2 separate regions of the Hordeum vulgare genome follow, and region 2 is linked to region 1. A link is a contact called in public Hi-C data. All regions are on one chromosome and are shown on one strand. The core of a region is the stretch at or near the end of the contact, and the rest is flanking DNA. Distances in the headings are between cores, read along the strand shown.

Region 1 (3,150 bases), core at 616-3,115:
CTATACTCCTTGCATGTGACGATCAGATAAAAAGGCTATCGAAAGTGCGGAGAGATCAGAGAAGAGATCGTAATTACAGTGGGATGCATCAACTTTCTGACCGCGGTCTGGAAAGATGGCCACATCTTGCCTTGAGCAGAGGAGGAGATTATCCTTTTCCATGTCTGGCTGGACACACGGAGATACATGCGCCACTTTCCAGCAACTGCTCGATCGCCTGCCACTTCCAAGAAAATGATCACGCACGTTGGGCAAATCAGTGTCCGCCGCAGCACATCAACTGGTAGTAGTCAAATGAAATCTGTGTAAATCAGTGTCCGCTGCAGCACATCAACTAGTAGTAGTCAAATGAAATTAGTGTAGTACGAGTACCAGCGAAAGATCAGATCAGATAGGAGTATCGGATGTATATTGTTAAGTATTGGCTTGCTTCCCCCGCTTGTGTTTCTCTAATTCCATCACCGACCCATTTGCTGCAATAGTTATACATGTCGGAGCGAGCAGCAGCGTAGGTGATGACCCAGTTGGGGGTGACGACGACGCAACGGCGGTCGGCAGAGGAGGAGAAGGCTATTAATCTATATCTATATCTACACCTAATAATAAAGAGACTATCGCTTTCGTCGAAAAACCCACCGCGTCATTTTTATAAAAAAGTCTCTGTAATTTTTGTTATTCAGCCCACGCTTCATCATTTATCTGCAACACAAAAGGAAAAAACGATTCGCTGCAAAAATTATACCCGTAAGCATCGCCTCCTCCCGTCGACCCTGGGCCACCCTGGCGTGTGCCCAGGCCGCCGCCACACCACTCGCCGCAGCGGCCGACCTCAACCGTCACCGCTGCCGATCTCAACTCACCCGCCTCCGCGGCCGTACCTCTCCCCGCTCACTGCCCCCGTTGCGGCGCTCGAGAGCATTGCGTCGACCCTGGTCCACCCTGGCATGTGCCCAGACCGCTGCCATACCACTCACCACCGCGGCCGGCCTCAACCGCCACTGTTGTCAATCTCAACCCACCCGCCTCCGCGGCCGTACATCTGCCCGCTTGTTGCCCCCGTTTTGGCGCTCGAGCTACAGTGATTGGGGATGATGCGTCTGCTCGACGCAGAACGACGGCGGCGCGCGGATAAGGCGCGGCGGAGCGAAATACTTGCAGGTGGAGGCGGGCCTCCATGGCTCACACGGGAAACTTCGAGATTATGGTACGGCAACGGCGACTCCTTATGGTCAAATAAAGGCGCTTAACCCTTGCTCCCCTCATCGTATCCCCTCCTCCGGCAGGAACTCATCATCTGGTGAGATCCCCTCCCCATGCCTCCAACCGTGTGCCAAGCACCGGCAAGAAATTTTGTTTTATGGGTATTTGTTTGCTGATGAATGAATGTATTGAATGTAAGATTGTATTATTGTAGAGACAGAGAATGAAACACCACCTTCAGTTTGTCATCTGATCCCACATTCTCTATCCCATGAATGGAATAAGATAACAGACCATTGATCAATTCACGTAGCCTCTTTGTTTTATTTTGCTTGTCCCGCTCAATTTCTCATCATGATGGAATTGATAATGAACGGGTTGATTTCTCAACAAAATATGATAGGACTGACTACATTAGTTAGTTAGCTTATTATTTTAATAAAATTAAAATGTTTATAAAAAGATTAAAAGTGTGTGGTATTTTTTTCTTCCGTTGCAACGCATGAGTCCTTTTTCTAGTTAAACTAACGCCTCACGTTTGCAATTAAGCTTTGGGAGCAGAATGACCAAGTGTGGATGTTCCCCCTGAGACGACTACACTACACCGGCAACATACGTTGAGAGATGCAGACAAATACAGGAATCGGTCGCTTTCAGTTTCAGCATTGTGTCATGCTGAAATCAGTCATGACTTTGGGGCACTGTAGTGCTGCCATTCTTTTCACGAGCAGTGCACTTGTTAATTTAGGGTGCAGTGACGACTATTCAACGCCGCGGACTTCCAGCTGCCTTTCGGTGCCTAGCCACAGTGGTTTGCAGTCAGGTTTAGGACTAGTGGGCAAAATTGAGAAAAATGATCCTTCGAACGGAAGAAGTCGCGAAGTGAACCCGAAAGCAAAAAAGTTCACGCGTTTGACCCTTTCATGTGACGCTCGACACCTAGGCGCCACACTACACTGTGTGACGTCTAAGTCATCGGCGCCACACACCCCAATCACCTGGCAGAGAGGGCTCATCCCCCAGATAGTGTGACGCATAAGCCTCAGGCGTCGCATAATGTAAAGTGGGCGTCGAAGGCTTAGGCGCCACACTGCCACTTATTCAGCAACGGGCCAGGCCCCTCCCCCACCACCTCCTCATTCCCCTCCCCCACCCCCCTCTCCCACACTGTGTTCAAATCGCCCCTTCGTCAAATCCTTCTCCAAATCATCAAATCTGAAGGTTTGGACCGGGCATTTGTTGTCTAATCCCTCCCCTAAGGTAATCCCCACCTATCCCCTCATTCTCATCTAAACAAAAATCTCTTGTGATCATTTTGTTGCAATTGAGGAAACCCAAGTTTTTCATGAAATGTGAGATGTATATGATATTGTTGTATTTGTTTGTATGTTAGGATAAGGGGTATGATGGGGTTAGGATTACGGTTGTTTGGATGTTTGCATTATGGTTGTTTTAGGGTTAGGCTAGGGTTAGGGTTAGGGTTATGGATGTTTGGTTGTGTTAGGGTTAGGATAGGGTTGGGGTTAGTGTTATGGATGTTTGAAAGTTAGGAATAGGGTTTATTTTTAGTAAGTAGATATTGTAGTATTTGGATGATTTCTTATAAAAAATATTGTATGTTGTGTTGTTTAGGGATGGGAAGAACATGTGTTTATGTTCATCACGTGGACAAGGATGCCTTTTTAAAAGACAATATTGATCCGGACCCTGGATGAGCTTGACATGGTGTTCGATTTCTGTCGTAGCTATGCTGAATTGTTGGAACAAGTCCGAAAGGATTTGAATTGGATGGGCCCTAGTGATGTAGTTGAGTTTGATGGTAGGCATAATGTGGGATTCGGAATGCACATTCGTTGGAAGACCATGCGTGTCAACTCCGAGCAATGTTGGCTTGCATACAAGGATACGATGGCCGAATCACTAGACAAGGCTCTAGAGTTATTTGCCATC
Region 2 (3,018 bases), core at 503-3,002, 320 kb before region 1:
CCAATTGTATCTTCTTTTGTGGAGACAGATGGAATATGAAGAAATTTCTCCTCTTATTTTGTCGTCACAAACGACTTCCCTTCTCATTAATTTCTGCTCTTATAATTTCCCTATGTACAGTACAGAAACAGAGTCTAGCTACTGGAGTACTCAATATGTCTCTAGACGCGCCTGACCCTCACCGGGAGCCCGCCGCTGATGGATGCTGTCAGCCCCGGCGCGAACCTGGGTGCGGCACCCTGTTCCCCAACCACTTCCACGTCGAACTGCTTCACCACCGCCACGCTCACCGCCTTCATCTCCATCACGGCGAGCTCCTTGCCGAGGCACACGCGGAGCCCAGCCTGGAACACCGGGTACCTGTACAGGCTCTCCGGCACGAACGTCCCGCCGGTGCCTGTCAGCCACCGCTCCGGCCGGAACTTCTCGCAGTCGTCGCCCCAAATGCGCGGCATGCGCCCCATCGCGTAGGGGTGGTACATCACGCGCGCCCCGGCGGTCACGTACGTGCCGTCCGGGAGCACGTCGTCCGCGGCGCAGAACTTGGAGTCGAACTGCACCGGCGGGAACAACCGCATGTTCTCGTACAGCACCGCGTGGGTGTAGTGGAGGGACTTGAGGTGCTCGTACGTGGTCTTTGACGCCATCCTTGTCTTCTCGCTGGCGGCGGCCTCCGCGCGCATGCCGGCCGCCACCGCGGGGTTCTTGGACAGCAGCATGAAGATGGTGGTGAGCGCGGAGGACACCGTGTCGCGTCCAGCGAGGAGGAAGCTGACCACGATGTCGCGGAGGTACTTATCATCGACGGCAGTGCCGTGCGCCTCCGAGGCCATGAACCGAGACAGGAGGTCATGGCTCCCGGCGACGCCCAGCTTCCGGCGCTGCCTTATCATGGCCGCCGCGAGCTCGTCGACGAGGCGGATGGACTTCCTGAGCTCCCTCTCGGAGCCGACGTTCAGCAGCCGCTTCACCCTCCACACCAGCGGCGACGCCGCCGCGCCGCGCATGGCGGACAGCCGCGAAGCGGTGTCGAACGCGGCGGCGAGCTTGGACATGGGCATGTCGAGCTCGAGGCATCCCGGGTCTAGCCCGAAGGAGATCTTGCAGATGGTGTCGAAGGCGAAGCGCCGGAACACGTCCTGGAGGTCGATAACCCTGCCATTGTCGGCGGCGTCGGCGAGCAGTGGCAGGAGGCGCGCCTCTACTTCCTCGGCGACGATCCCGTAGGCGTAGGAGCGCACCGCGACGCTGCCGAGCTCGAGGCTGGCCATCTTGCGCTGGTGACGCCAGGCAGCGCCGTCGACGTTGAAGATGCCGCCGCCGAGGAGGTCGCCGAGGACGGCGGAGAAGGGCTTTCCCTTGGGGAAGTTGTCGAAGCGGGTGTGCAGCATGTGCTCGACGTTGGCCGGGTTGGCGGTGATGGTGCAGCCGAGGACGTGGACGGCGACGGTGCCGGTCGGGGAGCAGCGGAGCAGGTGCGCGTACCAGTCGCCGAGGTTGGTGAAGTCCCGCGCCCACGACCCCGTGAGGTACGAGCGGCAGACGTGGCAGCTACACCACGGCCACCGGCGGGCGAGGAAGAGCGCCGCGCCTAGCGCCACCACGCACACGGAGAAGACAAGGAATGCCAGGCCGGCGCACCGAGCGCACCATGACAGCTCCTCCATGCCCGTGCTCGTGGCGGCGTCCATGGCTGCCCCGTCTCCCTTGAATTGGAGGAGAAGGGAAGAGCAAAAAAATGTGATCTTATTTTGGGTGTGGGGAGTCGAGGAGGCGTGTGCGTATATAATGTGAGTGGACGGGGAAGAAGCACATGCCACACGTGCGCCAAATCTTAAACAACTTGGTTCCCTGCCATTTATTAGTGTGTGCACAGCTCATGCCATCCCTACAGCTCCCAAAAACTTGTCCACGGTACGTACGACCAGCAAATCTGCGCCGAACGCACGATACAAGGGCTGCTACCGCTAGCAGTCGCCTGAATCCTCTATAGAGTACAAAAAAAGACAGTTGATTCCGTTACATTTTAAATCAACCTCACATCATTTTTTGTTGACGGCTGCTACGGATCAACCGACTAATTTTTTAAAAAATCAATCAGGTCGTCAGTCATTAGATGCATTCCGAGAAAGACATTTGATCGGGTTAACGCGAGCAACGACCGCTCGCCGTGGGGACACAGCGTCACATGCTCGCAGCAGGATCCTCGAGCTCCCTCATCAAAAAGTGCAATGATGCTCCGTTATTGGAGCCTACCGCCCCTCAAGCTGCATTGTAACACCGCTAGTTCCATCGCAACTCCGGGTGTCGCTGTTGAAGCTCCATTGCAGCTGCCGGTGAAGCTTCATTGCAGCTCGGGGCCTTGCATAGCAGCTCTTGGCCGCAACGAGTGCTCCACTACAACACCATCGGGCGCATGCGACGGTGATGAATGGTGCTATGCGGCGGTGACCACGGATGTTGCGACGCAGCTGTTGCAGCGGAGATACATCATGCATGTTCCTCCATTGCAGCACGACGACGACAACAAGGTGGAGCACGGAAGCAACGACAAAGCACGTGAAAAAGAATGGAGGGGCTTGGGCATGCAAGAGAATGACACGGAGAAGAAAGAGGAAAAATCCATGGCAGAGTGCGGCGAAGAAGAAAGGGGAAAGGATAAGGAAGTGGGGCATGGTCGTGGGCGGTTTGTAGGCACCACGAGGGCACGCGGCGTGAGTACGAGGCGGTTTACACGACCCAGAAATCAACCAGCTTATTTTAAAGTTTTTTCTTTTTTGTTTGGTCTGGAGTACTTGCGAGCGATTTAAAAAAAAACAACGAAACCCTCCCAAGTCGCTCTCGCGGACAACCCCGGGAGGCAACCTATCGTCGCCTCTCATGGTTTCCCTCCCTCGTAGAAGTAAGTGGTGTCGCCGACCAAATGCCACATGGCGTAGGCGGCGACGGGGACGTTCCTTCTCTCGCAATGGTTGCGAGCATCGTGGGTGTCCCATCTTGGTGTCAGGTCGAGCCTAC

Evidence for each region. A called contact is a pair of places that touch in the nucleus more often than the background predicts.
Region 2: a contact with region 1 is called in a Hi-C map of leaf, with 2.7 times the contacts expected there. The contact joins the promoter of LOC123446250 here to the enhancer-like site in region 1. A contact is called at or near these places in 2 of 6 Hi-C or Micro-C datasets (leaf and seedling).

Annotation. Positions count from the first base shown.
Region 1 is chr4H:136,145,861-136,149,010 of MorexV3_pseudomolecules_assembly, reverse strand. No RefSeq gene overlaps it. Among protein-coding and RNA genes, the nearest start is that of LOC123448157, 11 kb to the right of the region's middle. Within about 2 kb of position 1,865, at least 2 of the 3 cell types and tissues checked have open chromatin away from gene starts, as enhancers often do. A contact at or near this core is called in leaf, where this site is marked.
Region 2 is chr4H:136,468,914-136,471,931 of MorexV3_pseudomolecules_assembly, reverse strand. LOC123446250 (cytochrome P450 94C1-like) reads right to left here and starts at 1,752. Exons shown (of 1, transcript XM_045122924.1): 1 at 32-1,752. The coding sequence starts at 1,691. The coding sequence ends at 162.